Regions from separate parts of the Ovis aries genome. Here region 2 is linked to region 1. The links are chromatin contacts, called in public Hi-C maps. All regions are on one chromosome and are shown on one strand. Each heading gives the region's core, a stretch centred on a gene start, on an enhancer-like site or on the middle of the called end of the contact. The rest is flanking DNA. Distances are from core to core; before and after follow the strand shown.

The links. A called contact is a pair of places that touch in the nucleus more often than the background predicts.
Region 2: a contact with region 1 is called in a Hi-C map of tail adipose tissue, with 1.7 times the contacts expected there. The contact joins the promoter of LRRC32 here to the enhancer-like site in region 1. A contact is called at or near these places in 3 of 16 Hi-C or Micro-C datasets (blood, omental adipose tissue and tail adipose tissue).

The regions. Positions count from the first base shown.
Region 1 is chr15:54,783,156-54,790,865 of ARS-UI_Ramb_v3.0, reverse strand. No RefSeq gene overlaps it. Among named protein-coding and RNA genes, the nearest start is that of LRRC32, 33 kb to the left of the region's middle. Within about 2 kb of position 4,880, at least 12 of the 54 cell types and tissues checked have an H3K27ac peak or open chromatin away from gene starts, as enhancers often do. A contact at or near this core is called in tail adipose tissue, where this site is marked.
Region 2 is chr15:54,815,610-54,823,319 of ARS-UI_Ramb_v3.0, reverse strand. LRRC32 (leucine rich repeat containing 32) reads left to right here and starts at 3,049. Exons shown (of 4, transcript XM_042233281.1): 1 at 3,049-3,198; 2 at 3,862-3,946. It overlaps LOC101109482 (guanylate cyclase D-like), which reads left to right. Exons shown (of 28, transcript XM_042232618.1): 27 at 1,647-1,701; 28 at 2,677-3,401. The coding sequence ends at 3,401.

The DNA.
Region 1 (7,710 bases), core at 3,631-6,130:
CTATGCAGACAAGGGGCGTAAAGGCCCTTATCCAATGGAGTGAGTGTCCGGAGCAACTTTCTGCAGGTAGACGATTTCTGGGAGGTGTTCCGTAGGCTCCGCAGGGTCCTGGTGCAGCGCAGCCCCATCGCACAGTGCACAGATGATAGAATACACGAGGGTGGACTTTTCTCCCTTCCCTGTCGCATTCTTCATACCCCTTTCCTCCTGCTTCTCAGAATCACTTCCCTATAAACTGCTTACACTGGGACCTTGAGTCATGCGTTTGGAGGAACTCAGACTACGACAACAGTGTTGATGCTGGTGGGAATGAGGAGGAACCCTTTCCAAGGGGCCCCTCTGAAAGAGACTCAGAGGCACGCATGAAGAAGCCTACAGAGGCTCATGGATCACAGACCATCGAATAGGGTTTTGCTTCCAAGGCAAAGCTGGAGAGGGAGGCCTGAGTGTATGACTGAGGTTAGAGACCCAGGGCTCCTTCTAAGCATGGAAGAGACATGCTTAACTAGATTTGTACTTCTGAAAGATCAGGCTAGCTGCTCAACAGAGGATGGATGGGAGGTAGCAAGACTGGCACCAGTGAGAGAAATGAGGAGGCCGTTGTTGCAACTGAGTGTAGATAATGAAGCCTGGACTAGGGGAGTGGAGATGGCCAGGGGAGGAGAGGGCAGGGTCCAGAGCAGTTTAGCAAGTCAGACTGCTGGACTCATGAGAACCTGTGTAAGGTCAGAGGTTGAGGATGGAGAGAGACTGTCAGAGATGACTCCAGGCTTCTGGTGTCTTCCCTGATGGAGGGGACATGGGAGGAGGGGAGTGTATTGGGTGTCAGTGATCCTGGGGCACTTGGAGGCCTGTGTGTGGCACTCAGGGGACAGCCTGGGTGTGAAGCAGATACAGGAGGCATCCACCTAGTGTGTGCATCACTCACGGGCCTGTTCCTGCTGCTGAAACCAAGAGGGGTCACCCTGCAGCTGCTGCTAAGTCGCTTCAGTCGTGTCCAATGCTGTGCAACCCCATAGACGGCAGCCCACCAGGCTCCCCCGTCCCTGGGATTCTCCAGTCAAGAACACTGGAGTGGGTTGTTATTTCCTTCTCCAATGCATGAAAGTGAAAAGCGAAAGTGAAGTCCTCAGTCGTGTCTGACTTCGCGACTCCATGGACTGCAGCCTACCAGGCTCCTCTGTCCATGGGATTTTCCAGGCAAGAGTACTGGGGTGGGGTGCCATTGCCTTCTCCAAGGGGTCACCCTAGGTCACTCCTAAGTGTCCTGCAGCTTGTGGGGAGAACCTCTGCCGCTTCTTCTTCCTTGTGTCCCCCAGCTGGGGGAGGAGGAGACAAAACCTAGTTTCAGACCCCACCCCCAACCTCGGGACACTCTGCTTCTTCTAGGTGGAAGCCCAGGAGACCCAGCATGTCCCAGGAGATGAGGACTCCAGAGGAACTCAGTCCTAGCCCCTGGAAACCCGTTTCATTGTTTTCACAGCAGCACCAGCCCAGAAAGGCAGGAGGTGCTGGAGACTCGACGGGGAGGCAGGAGACTCAACGGGGAGGCAGACTTTGCCAAGTCACCCTCCTGTCTCAGGTGGGTGGGGATGGGGCTGTGGGGAGCATCCCAGTGGAGATGGGGAACATGGTAGTAAGGCAGGAGAAGGTCCAGCTTGGTCTCAGCTGGGATCCCAGCAGGAGATTGGGCCGTTCAAGGTGAGGAACTGAAGAGAGATGAATGACATGATGGGCAGATGAAGGGAACCGACAGAGGGTGAGGAGCGATGTCCAGACCAGCAACGGAGGGGCTGGAAGCAGTTCCCCACTTGCAGCAATGGTGTTCCCAGAGCCAGCAGAGCCTGCACTGTGGCCAGGCGGGAGGAGCAGAGAGACTGAATGCTTTGCCCTCTCTCTCCTCCCTCCCTGGCCTCCCGCCATAGCTTCTTCTTGGCTGAACCTAACAGAAGGGTGAAGCCTCCACAGAAGTCAGCCCCCCGGGACACAGAGCAGAACGGAGGACAGAGCTGGGGCGTTTGGAGAGTGACCAGTGTGGCATGGATTCTGGTGAAAGTGCCAGCTGCTCCGCTTTCCAGATGTTCAAGGAGGCTTTTCACCTCTTCATTTTCCTCATTCGTAGAGAGACAACTGGCGAGATGCCTGCCACATAGAGAGCACTCAATGTTTCCTTTCCATGGTCCAATCTCTCCCACAGTTCTACTCAGCAAAAAGCTCCCTACTCCATGTACACATGGGCACTCCCACTGCACCTCCAATCCTGTTTATCTCCACGTCAGACGAGATGTTCTTTGAAGCATCTTGCTGTGCAAGGCTTGGGGTCTGAAGACTTGGGTCAAGGCCATGGCTCCATCCCCTACTTTAAGAAAGTCCCTTGACATGTCTGAATCTTGACTTTTCTCATCTACTAAAATAGTCACCATAAACAGTGCATTTTTATTATTTTAGCTCATACCCTTGGTACACCTTCCCATGTCCTCTGAGATTCTCCTTCAGGAGGAAGCTGTGGGTGCTAATTCACATGAGTGTGTAAATGACTGACAACTCACTCAGAGCTCTTGCAAGGGCCTGGGAGGACAAATAGCTGCCTCACTCATCGAGATTACAGGGTGTCTCTTGTTCATATCTGCATCACTGGTACCTCACACAATGTCTTCCTCATGGGCAGAGGGTAATGGTTTGTAGAAAGGCTACATTCTCCTCTGATGTACCTCTGTGTTCTGGATACCCAGCTGGAACCTGGCCCACAAGGTGCTCATGGGGATTCTCCAGGCAAGAATACTGGAGTGGGTTGCCATGCCCTCCTCCAGGGGATCTTCCCAAACCAGGGATCGAACCCGGGTCTCCAGCATTGCAGGCAGATTCTTTACCACCTGAGCCACCAGGGAAGTCCATGTGATCGGTATGTGAAGGGATTGCTGAGTTCAGTGGGGCCCCAAAGACCATGTGTGAGCGTGGGGGTTCCTGGCTGCCACAGTTGGGGGCGGACAGGATCACACCTCTCTGCATGCAAGAAGTCAACGCCTTGGCAACAGCTGCAGCCAGCTGGCACTAGGTCCCGGCAAGAGTCATTGTTTGGCCAAAACAGGAAGCCACCAGAGGGGAAGTGTGGCCTCGCCTCAGTGAACCCCTGAAGAATGGCCCCTGAGAAACCTGGGGACGTGCTGGCAGGCACGGACCACACTGCAGCTGTATCACCACCACCTCAGGCTGGGCAGCAGACCTCACCTGACCTGTGTGACTTGGTGCCGGAGAACAGGGCTGAGAGCCAGGGTCTGGGTTCCAGTCCTCTGTGACCTTGGGCAGTTACTGCCCCTCTCTGAACAGATTTCCTCATCTGTCGAGTGATGCATCGAACTACACATTTCACCAAATGGATCCATGTCTGGCAATCTCATTGGCAGTCCCTCTGGCTGCCTGTTTCCTGTTGCCTTTTAGAACAGACCAGGCCCATGGAATGACCGCTTCCCACCAGGAGAGGGGAGGCATGATGGTTCAGATGCACGATTAGGGAAACACCATCTCCTCATTTCATTACATTCTCCCGACAATTATGCCAAGAAGAGAAGGTGGGGTTAGCCCTCCCATCGCACAGAGGAAAACACAGAAGCTCCAAGTCAGGATTTGAACCCCCAGCCCTGGCCTTGGGTCCCAGAGCTCCTGGGAAGCCTTGCGTCATGAGTGAGTGCATACTCAGGCTGGAGAGGCAGGTGGCCTTCCACACCACAAGATGGGCTCTGACCCTGAGCCACTGGGGACAGGCGCTGTGGATACCCAGAGGAGCTTGACTCAGGCTCGCAGCTGGAGGTCTGCTGTTTGTTTGCTGTGTATTTTTCTCAGTTCAGGCTATGCCACTTACCCACTTGTGTGACACAAACAAGGCACCCCACCTACCCTCTGCCTCAGTGACCTCAGCGGTCACCTGGAGAGGATGCCCATCCTGCTGACCCCAGGCTGAATGGGGGTTGGATGAGCCAAGGGGGGACAGAGGCTTATCATCCTGTAGACATGTTGGTTGCCCATCCAGCCTCTACTGCAGTCTGCCTGCCTTACTTACAGGACTTCAATTCTGCTCAACCTCTCAACCTGCAAGTTTAACACTGCGCGTGCTTAGTCACTTCAGTCGTGTCCAACTTTTTGTCACTCTATGGACCATAGCCTGCCAGGCACCTCTGTCCATGAAATTCTCCAGGCAAGAACACTGGAATGGGTTACTGTGCCCTCCTCCAGGGGATCTTTCTAACCCAGGGATCAAATCTGCATCTCTTACGTCTCCTGCATTGGCAGGCAGGTTCTTTACCACTAGTGCCACATAGGAAGCCCAATTAATCTAAGCCAATTGATCTAAACCAACCAGCACAGGCATTCTCTGAGAGACTATCACCAACTGGAAACATGACCCAGGTTGTCCTATTCAAACTAAAGAAAAGGACTTTAGTCCAGAGTTGGGAGAGAAGTCCTCTCTTACACTTTCTTGCTGGACATTTCACACGGAAATGTGTAGCCTCTGTTGTCACTGATAGCTGTCATGGGGCCACAAAGAGAACCAGCCAAGGACAAGAAAGAAATAGAAAAGCTTATGTTCTTGATTATACAAGGAATTGCTGCTGGAGCCAGAACCACCCACTGAGGGCTTGTAGTGGTGAGAGGTGATACATTTCCTTGTTATATTTAGACGCTAGAGACAGTTTTCTCTTACTTGCAGCCAAAGGCATCTTCAGTGCCCCTCATTATCGAGCAGGTTCTGGTGCACAGCAGGAGAATGAGCTGCCTTCCCGTGTTGGGTCCCTCATGTTATTCAAGCCTTTGGACGGTTGTGAGGGTGGTTGCAAAACCTCTGGGCACCCAGCCAGAGCTGATGACTTGTTCACAGCTTTTTGGAAGCTCTGCATTCTTTCCTCTCTGTTCCTCGAGCCAGAGACAATTCCTCCCTCCCTGCAGCTGGCCTCTGGCCTCGGCCCAGCCACCCCACCGACATGAATGCTGCAAGATTGATGGGAGTGAAGAGACTGTGAGCCTAGGCCCCGAGACCCCAGCCCTGGCTGATCTTTCTGCTCAGCCTCTGTTTTTCTCTCTCCTCTTCCCTCCAGGGACCTCGGCCTCTTCCCAACTTAGGATCAAAGAATTTTCAGAATATAAGAGCCCCTAGAAACGACCTGGTACAAGCTCTTTGATGTACAAAAGTGGAAACTGGGGCCCAGATGGAGGTGAGAAACTTGCTCCAGATCATATGGATCTGGGACTAGAACCCAGGTCCCTTGATTCCCAGTCCAAGACTCTTTCCCATAGGCTATAGAAACGTCATAATTTGACATAACTTTTTCTTTTTTGAATATTGACGGTAGAGCTGGCATCACTTACCCCAGCGCTCCTTTTCTGTCCCTGTGACCGCTGCTCTGATTTGGGCTTCCCAATCTCTTGCCTGGTGTTGGTTTCATTTTAAGTCTGTCCCGTTCCCATCTACAATTCTACCATCCACACAGCAGCCAGAGGGATTGTCTTTAACACAGACCTGATTCTCATCTCCCCGCTTCACTGCATAGGCCGTGTGACCCAGAATCTATAATCTGGTTTACAGATCCCCTCAGGACTGGTCACTGCCCAACCTCATCTTCCAGGTAAGATCTATATTCCCCACTACGAAACTTGATTGATGCCTCCTCCAGGCAGCTCTCCCACATCCCTCTGTAGTGAACAGTACTGTATTAGAGTCTATCACAGAGCTCTTCTCAGGGTGGGAGGCTCTGACCCAGATGTCTGCTCCCTGGATGGTGAGTGCTTCCAAAGCAGAGGCTGCATCTGCTCAGTGTCCCTGCCCGCCTGCCCTCTCCACCAGATTTGACCTTGCCCTGTACTCTCCATCAGGCTCGAACTTGCCCATGTGTGGTTTCATCCTGTTGGTTCCAGTAATCTGTCAATCGTCCTGGGAAGGCAAGGAGCTCAAGGGCGAACGGCAGGAGATTCTGATTCCTCCTCCTGAGTGGGCTCCGTCCTTCCCATCTTTGCCCCTCCTCAGAACTGACTTGGGTGTGAGTATGTCTCTGCTCCAGAGCACAGACATTAGACACTAGCCTGGGGCTATAGGAAGTCACAGGGGCAAAGCTTAGCAGACAGTGTCCTCTGAGCATAGCCAAAAAACCCTGAACTTGGAACTCAGTGCTGGGATTCTAGGAGCTCCATTTCCAGGAATCAAATCCTAAGGGAGAAAATTTCAGAATGTGAAAAAAGATAGACATGGGAAATTTATAACAGCAAAAATCTGGAAACAATCTAGAAGTCTAGCAATAATTGAAAGGTTAAACATATGCTCTAATGGTGAAATATGGTACCGTCATTATTATGTTTGCAAAGAGTTGTTATTAACATGGAAAAGTATTAAGTGAAAAAGAACAGAATATAAAGCCATATATATAGTATGACCATAACTGGAAAAAAAATACATAAAGACTGGGAGGAAATAGACTGAACACTAAAAGTGGTTGACTTGGGGTAGAAAGATTAAATTTTTCCTTGGCTTATACTTTCCTGACAACAAATGTCCGTCTAGTCAAAGCTATGGTTTTTCCAGTAGTCATGTATGGATGTGAGAGTTGGACTATAAAGAAAGCTGAGTGCCAAAGAACTGATGCTTTTGAACTGTGGTGTTGGAGAAGACTCTCAAGAGTCCCTTTGACAGCAAGGAGATCCAACCAGTCCATTCTAAAGGAGATCAGTCCTGAATATTCACTGGAAGAACTGATGCTGAAGCTGAAACTTCAATACTCTGGCCACCTGATGCGAAGAACTGACTCACTGGAAAAGACCCTGATGCTGGGAATGATTGAAGGCGGGAAGAGAAGGGGACAACAGAGGATGAGATGGTTGGATGGCATCACCGACTCAACGGACATGAGTTTGAGTAAGATCTGGGAGTTGGTGATGGACAGGGAAGCCTGGCGTGCTGCATTCCATGGGGTCGCAAAGAGTTGGACACAACTGAGCAACTGAACTGAACTGAACTGAAACTTTCCTGTGCTTTCCAAAGTTTCTACTGTAAACTCATACTCATTTTATAGTCAGAAAACTTCTACTATAAACTTCTATTCATTTTATAATCAGAAAAACAAATTAGACAAGGGAAAAAGATCAGTTCTAGTTCTAACTTTGGTGATAATCAGACACATGACTTGGGGCAAGTCAACCACCCTCTATGATTTGACTTCTTCTGTTTGTTCACCTGTTCCTTCCTTTTTCCATTCTAGGAATCTCTCCAAAAGGCCTCACCTGTGCCAGCTGGGTACTAAGGACCCAAAATTGAATCAGAACATAGATATGTGAAAAGATAGTTAACCTTGTTCATAATGAGAGAAATATAAATTAAGCCAAGGGTTATGTTTAAGTTTATCAGATTGGCAAAGCCTCAGAAGTTTGACAACATACACTTTTGGCGAGACTGTGGGTAATGACATTCTCTCATACTGTATGTGGTGGCTATACAAAAAGGGGCAAGCTCTCTATGGAGGGGATTTGGTAATTTCCGGAAAAATTTCATATGTGCTTCTTCTTGAACATTATTTGTCACTGCCTTTCTTTGGGATTGGAATGAAAAAAGACCATCTCCTGTCCTGTGGGCACTGCCGTGGTTTCCGAATTTGCTGGCATATTGAGTGCAGCACTTTCACAGCATCATCTTTTAGGATTTTAAAGTCTTAGGTTTTATTTAAAATACCA
Region 2 (7,710 bases), core at 1,800-4,299, 34 kb before region 1:
CTTGTCCGAGGTCACACAGTTTGTGCACATCATTGCCTTCCTGGGCCACTCACTCCTACTTGGGATCCTCGGGTATCAGCTTGGTCTCAGAAACCCTCCCAGGGAACTTTGAGCCTGCCTTGTTGCCTGGGAGGGTTTTCTCATCTCAGAGTGATAGTCCTAGAGACACAAGAAAAGACGCGTCTCCTGTCTTCACTGAAAGATTCTTGGGGGAACAGAAGCATTTCCACAAAAAAACCAACACACTGAAGTTGAGCCTCCCATGGAAGGGCTGTCTGGGAGAATTGCTGGAGGGGTGCAAGTAGGCACTAAGCAAGGTTGGATGGAATGTTAGTTTTGGTGGCCTTTAAAAGAAAGCCACCCTCCACGTGGCTGCCATGAAAATCCGAGCCTGCTCAGTCCTGCCCTATCCTTCCCATTCAGATCCAGTTTCGACTCCTGGACTTGGCCTGTGAGTCTTCTGGACTCCATCATCCTACATTCTCATTTGCCTCCCATCTGGTCTGGGGGCTCTACAAGGGTAGGTCCTGGACATTTTGATTCCGGGACCTGCCACAGAAGGAAGGTTATGCTTCCTGGGCAAGGATCACAGGCCAGGCCCCCATCAGATGTTTACACACATTTCTGTGATTTAGGCTTCACAAGAAGCCGGAACATCAGGTGTTACTATTATTCTCACTTTGCAGATCAGTAAACTGAGGTCAGAAAGATCAAGCAATATGCCAAAAGTCACACAGCAATGTGATCGCTGAAGACGTGAAGAGATGAAGGAAGGGGCGCTAAGTACATGGGGTTCCCGCTTTCAGGCCCTGGTCCCCAGAGGCATCTGCAGCGGGTAGGCTCGCTTGATTGCCCATCTGTCTCCAACTCCTGGGGAGCCCCATCTAGGCACTGAGTGAGGTGGACCCCTGTGAACTGACTAACCACAACCACAGTCTTCGGAGGTGTGTGGGAGGAGGAGAGTGGCTCTCCCCCAGCCCGCCATAGCCCCAGCCCCGCCCTACCCCAGCCCCAGCCAAAGCTCTGTGCCAGCCCAGCAGTTTCTGCTTGGCAGCAGCTCAGAGAAGAGTGAAGTGGCGCTGGATGTGGGGGGAGCAGGTTGGGTGGGAGAGCCTGAGAACTGTCTGATTCCAGCTCAGCCATGTTCTGCCAATGCTGCAGGGCTGCTGTGAGGCACTTCCTGGGCATTTGGCCCCTTGGACAAGGATCTGGAAAAGGAAGCGCACAGGGAGTGGCAGAAGCATCATTAATCAGTACAATAGACAGCCAGAAGTTGCCTAACAACCACCGGGTGCAGGCCCCAGGCTGGGTCCGTTATTCTTAGTTTAGGCACCAACCTGAGAAGAAGCTACTATCTTTCTCACTCTACTGATGGGGAAACTGAGGTTCCATTGGATGAGATGAGGACTAGAGCTGGGGGTAGGTGGGGGGAATATTAGTGATGACCAGCAGGGCCCTCCGTCAGCATAGATCTGAGGTTCCTGGTGGCGAGGAAGGAGAAGAAGGTGTAGACACCCTTCCCATGTCTTGTGACCTTTCCTACCCATGCTCTCCTAGCAGCTCAGGTCCCCTCTTAGCAAAGCTTTGCCGATCTCCTCCTCTGAGTCTACGTTAGGCCCTGCCCCATCCCCACCCTGTTCCCCTAGTGCTCACAGATTGTCATCTCTGAGCTGTCCCCATCTGCCCAGGCCTGTACCCACAGTGAGCCAGATGGGAGGAAGCAAAGGCAGATGCCATTGAGAATTCAAGGAACTCGGCTTGTTAAGTCCAGCTTCACCCTGATTTCCCACAAGGCTGTGGGTGGTCCCTTCCCCATCCGTAAAATGGGGCACTGTGCTACTTTCAGGGCTGGTGGCCATCAGGGAAGAGAAGCGTTGAGGAAGAGGAATTCTCTACCACCCTTGGAACCGGGGTCTGGAGGATAGCTGTGACCCTCTTCTGCTTGGCACCCCTCCCTCGGGTCCACACTCAGCAGGGCAGGGCAGCTGTGATTTGGCAGAGTCAAGGCATCTAGAAGAGGAGGTGGCTTTGGGGAAGATGTGTAAAAGACAGTGATACCACTGTGCTGCTTCTTGAATAGCACTTGAAGACAACCTGAGTAAGATGGTGCTGGAAATGGGGATTCAGTTTGGCCAGGGTTGGGATGATCCCCTGGAGGAGAGCATGGCAACCCACTCCAGTATTCTTGCCTGGAGGATCCCATGGACAGAGAAGCCTGGCGGGCTACAATCCATGGGGTCACAAAGACAGGCCATGGATGAGCGACTAAGCACAGCACAGCTAGCTTTTTGTGAAGACTGGGCTGAAATCCCTGTCTCTTATAGTCAGTGTGACTTTGGATGTGCCACTTAACCTGAGACTCAGTTTCCCCAAATGGGGACCTTACTAGTCCCAGACAGGTGATTTTTATCTATACTCGACGACCTCATCCCTAACTTGTTTCTCCACCTGAATCCTGGAGACTTGGATGGTACCTTTCCACAGCTGCTTGAGGGTCCAGGAGACGCTGGAGGAGGCTCTGAACACTACAGCCCAATCCAGAGAGGGGACTGTGGACCCACCAGAGGGGATGGCTGCGGTGTGGGGAACCCCCTTGGAGCCGCCCCAGGGCCAGTGAAGGGTCATTTCCTTCCGTGTTCAGCCCCGCCGTCACCTCTCCTGTTTGCCTCCCCTAAGTGCGGCGGCGCCAACAGCGGGAGAAATCGGGGGCAGGCCGGATTTCCTCTGCGGACCTGCTAGAGCCACCCGCCCCTCCGGACCCCGCGGGGCCACGAACTGCACGTGCAGCGGCGGCCTCGGTGGCACAGCGCTTCCTTAGGGACCCCTCTCCTTCCCCGTCCTTTCATCCTGTCCTCTTCGACCCGCCCCTCCCCAGCCTCGCAGTTTCGGCCGCGAGAAAATGCTTCCTCCCCTCGCCGGTTCCGGATAAACCGAGTCACGCGGGGGCGCGCCGGCCGGGCGCTAGGACCCCGCGGCCGGGCCGAGGGGGGGCGTGGTGGGGCGGGTCGGCGGGAGAGGTATTTAAATTGGAGCCCCGGTCGCCCTCTCGTGGATCGGGCTCCCGTGGGGCGGTGGAGCCGCCGTGCGCCTCCTCGGGCCGTGACCCCGGGGTCTGGCGCGGGGTGGGACGGGGAGGGCAGGTTTGCGCAAAATGTGCCGGGGCTGCCCGGGAGAGGAGCGGCGGCCGCGCTGAGCCAGGTAGGAGCCGCCCAGCGGGCGAGGCTGGCCGGCCCCTCGGGGAACTGGCGGTCCCGAGCCCCTCTCGAGCACCCGGCGCGGAGCTGGGCTGGGGCTGGTTCATCGAGACACTGATCCTCAACAATCGCCCCCCCACCCCACCCCACTACCAATACTTTGTGCGTGGGGCCAGGGTTGACCCTGCCTCGGCTCCAGGCTCCTAGCTCAGCGGATCTTTCCCGCGAAGGGCAGGGCGAGGCCGGCGTTCCCATTTGACAGATGGGAAAACAACCGCAGAAAGGCCAGCACTTGCCCAGGGAACACACAAGCTAGTCAAGGGCCGTTCAGGATTTGTCTCTGGTCTCCTTCTGCCCTCTAACCCTGGCGGGGGGGAGGGGGCTGGGGGCGGGTATGTGGGTCTTCCCATCCCACCGCACCAGATAGCCTGCCCATCTCTAGGGGTGCAGAGGGTGAGGCACCCACCTCTCTCCTAGGGTTTCCGCAGCCAGCCCTCTTCATGGGTGGTAGGACGTGAGGGACCCCCACCCCCACTCTCAGCTGCCTGAAATTCCGCCATCACAGACACATTCCTTTGGGTTAAGGTCTAATTCCCCCGTGGGCTGCACATGTCTCCAGAACGGGGCTTGCCCTTAGTGATTCACTGCTGGCTGGGAACATCCACAGCAGCTCTCCCAGGACCCGACTCTGCCCGTGATCCAGGCTGAGAGGAGGGAGAGGAGCACCCAGGAGCAGCCCGAAGCCCGGCACTGTGAGCCTGTCTGCTGCTGTGTGGGTTGGGGGTTGGGGGATGTGTGGAGTGAGTTAGAAAGGAGATCTTGGCCTGGTGTTGTGGAAACACTTGCTTTAGGAGGCAGACAGACTGGATTCTGATCCTGACTCTGCCATTAACTGCCTATGTGACCTTGGGTAAGTCATCTCCCTGAGCCTAGTTTTCCTCGTGGGCAAATTCTGTAGGAGGCAGGCAGCTCAGCACCTGCTGGAAAAAACACAACACACAGATGTGGGCTAAATCCCAAAACATTTATGAGCTGGGTAACTCTGGGGTAAGTCACTTCACCTTTCTGAGTCTCAGTGTTCTCATATGTAAAATGGAAATTATAGTAACTGCTTCACTGGGCTGTTGTGAGAATTAAATGAAATGATACGTGTCAAGTGCTAAGAAGAGTATCTAACATCCTTAAACACTAGAGATGGGCTTTATGTTTGTAGTGCCCCTCCACCTCATTTCTCTCTATCCCTCTCTCTCTCTCGCACACACTTTCACACACACCTACACATTTTCTTGGCACTTCTCCTCCCAGAGTCCTAAGATGTTTTTTGCCTCCTCTTCCCTGGGCCACTTGTCTGGCCAGAGGCCTTCCTCTTGAGCGCTCCTCGCCTCACCTGGGCTGCTCAGCCCTGCAAGTTTGTTCCCTCTGGGAAAGACAGTATGTGTCCAGGATACCTTCACAGCCATCTCTGCTTGATCATCACAACCACTGGGGGCAAACAGTGGCAAAACAGGAACCAGGCTACTTGCTTTACAGATGGGACATGGAGACCCTGAAAGGTGAAGGGACATCCCCCAGGGCACAGGGCTGGTGAGCAGTAGAGTCAGGATGGGAGCCTGGGTCTCAGTGATCCCAGTCCTCCCTTTTGAGAGCGAGTAGCCCTCAAATTCTACACACTGTCTGGGTACTGCTGAAGGGTGCCCACCATCAAGGGGCCCCTCTCCTTTGGATGGCAGGGCAGAGTTCCACATGCTGCAGGGAAGGGCCCCCCTGGATGTTCAGCTGCCCACCTGGGAGATAAGATGGGATTTGGCAGGGGAACAGGAAACAAGAGCCCCTTTAGAAGGTTCAGAACTAACCCACGTCCTCTCTTATCCTTACCTACCTTATCCTTACTCACCACTTGGCCTTTTGCAGTGGACTGCTACCCCTCACTTTTCTGTTTATTCAATAGATCTTTAGTGAGCACTGCTTATTAGACCCCTGTTCTCAGAATAAGAAATAAGCTATTAGGAAACAACCAAAACGAGGAAAACAGTAAAACATATGCAGATCTGGGGAGGTGGAGGGAGCAAGCAGGGCAAAGGCCCTGAGGCAGGAGGGCACTTGCTTGAGGAATGGAGAGAAAGCTAGGACTCGGTGAAGGGAGGGCAAATGGTAGATGGAGTTAGAGAGGAGGTTGTGTACATCTGGATTTTATGGGAGGCTTTCAAGCAGTGAGATTCATGGTCTGATACATGATTTAAAGACATCACTCAGGCTACTATGCTTAGGGCAGACTGGAAGAGATCAGGGTGAAAACAAGGTGTTGCTGGGATTGAGGCCCAGGGTCATGGTGGTGCCTCAGTCTGTGGGGTGATGGGCAGATCCAGAATCTGGTTTTTTAGGAAGAGCAGACAGAACCTGCTGATGAGGGGAGGGAGTGTGGCAGGGAGGTAAAGGGAGGGTCCAGGAAAGAAACTGCTTTCTCCAGCGTCACCGTGTCACCGAGGCGCCGCGTGCCGATTCTCACTGCCTTCCTGGACCTGTGCAGTGTGAGATGGGGCCCAGTGGAGAGTAAGGCCCCTCTGCCCTGGGGACACACCCCATGGTGATGGGGGAGGGGTGAAGGGAGGGGAACCAGGGGCTGATGGGATGCTTGGCGCCAATATATAGCCCAGACTCGGAGAACCAGAGAAGGCTTCTTGGAGGAGGTAACGTCTAGGCTGAGACCCAAAGAATGAGGAGGTATTCAGCACAATAGAGGGGAGGAAGTGAAGGTTAGGGGCAGTGAAAAATGCTTAGAGAACTGAAGGGAATTTGAGGCTTCCAGAACACAGAATAGGAGAAGGGACAGTGAGAAATGAAGCTGGAGGGAAGAGCTGGTGAGGCAGGCACACTCCTCAAGGCCCTCGAAGGCCCTGCTGAGGGGTTTCCACTCAATTCTGAGTATACTGGGTTTCAAAAGGGTGGTGATGTTCTGCTTTTTAAACAGCAGAACAGAATTTCCTGTAAGAGCCCAACCTGTAACGCAGGTGAGAGGAAGAACAGCTGTGGGGCAGGGAGCCCATGGCCCCGGGGGAACCCAGGGAACAGGGCTTAAAAGACACCACTGCGTTCTTTGCCTATCTGAACAAGGAAGGACCTCAGAGCACCCATCTTCATTTACAAATCATAGCAAGGATGTTTATGGGTTCTAACAGTAAAGACTCAGCCCATAAAGGTTCTATACATGCATCTTCTAAAGCATCCCTCAGATTCACAATTCAGCACTTACTTATTGAGCACCTGCAGGAGACCTTATAGCGTAGAGGTTAAGGGCACAGATCCAGAAACCCAACTTCCTGCGTCTGTCACTTGTTATTTGTGTGACCTTGGGCATGTTGCTTAATTTCTCTGAGCCTCCATTTTCCTGTCTGCACAGTGGGAATGGTGATCATAAAACCAAGTCATTGAATTATTGGGGAGAGTAAATGAGTTCATAGCTGTAAAGTGTCGAAAAGAGTGCCTAGAGCATGAGAGCTCTGTGTGTGACACTTTCATAGAATACGTCTCATTTGATCTTTAACAAAACTTGGCAAGGTTGGCATTAGCCTCAGAAGAGGAAACTGAGGCTCAGAGAGGTGAAGCGGCTTGTGCAAAGTCACATAGCAGGTAACTGGAGGAGACAGAGGAAGCAGTCTGGTGTGGGTGACTCTGAGTCCAGTGCTCTTGGAGAGCATTATATGTCTCTCCTTGTTAATGTTTTGAATGTATTTATATTATGGTCACTTCTGGGCCTTTATCTGTGTCCCCAGTTCCCAGTACAGAGCCAGACATGAAGAGGCATTCAGTAAAGATGTGGGCGAATGAATGAATGAATGAATGAAATTGATGGACTGAGCTGTTTGTTGCTAGCACTTGACCCAGGTTCTCAGTGAATGAGCCCGTAGCAGCACTGGGATGCTACCCATCTGGGGGCTTTGTGGTGCCCCTCAACCTCAACCAGGCTGCTCATAGAGAGAAGGGCTGGCCCAGCAGGCCTGGGTGTCCCACTGTGCAGGCGGTGGCTTCAGTGAAAGTTAAGGGCCTGGCAGCCTGTTCCTGGGGAAGTCCACGGGCCACAGTGCTGGGGGCAGGGCAGGCCTCCTGGCGGGGCTTCCTGTCAAGGCTCCAGGCTCAGCCTTCAAACAATGGCAGGGACTCGGGGATCAGAAAATCAAAAGAGAAAGGGCAAAATAAAGTTCTGCGGGTGGGGGGATTGAGGAATTCCGTTTGGAACTTGAGCTCAGATGGGGGGCCTGCTTGTGGCCTGTGTGGACCTGGAGTCAGAGGCCCAGCCCTGAGCTTGGCCCAGGGCAGCCTTCAGGCCTGTCTGTCTCCTGCTCGCCTCCTCCATGCTGTTTCTGCCTGATGGGGCCTTTCAAAACCCAAATCTGACCTTGTCACCCACTGCTTAAAAACTCCTGTCCAGGGTAATGGCTTAGCCCCTCCATCTGGCACCGAAGGCCCTTTGTGATGGGCTGCAGCGCTGTTTCCCACCACCTTCACAAGGGGCCCCATT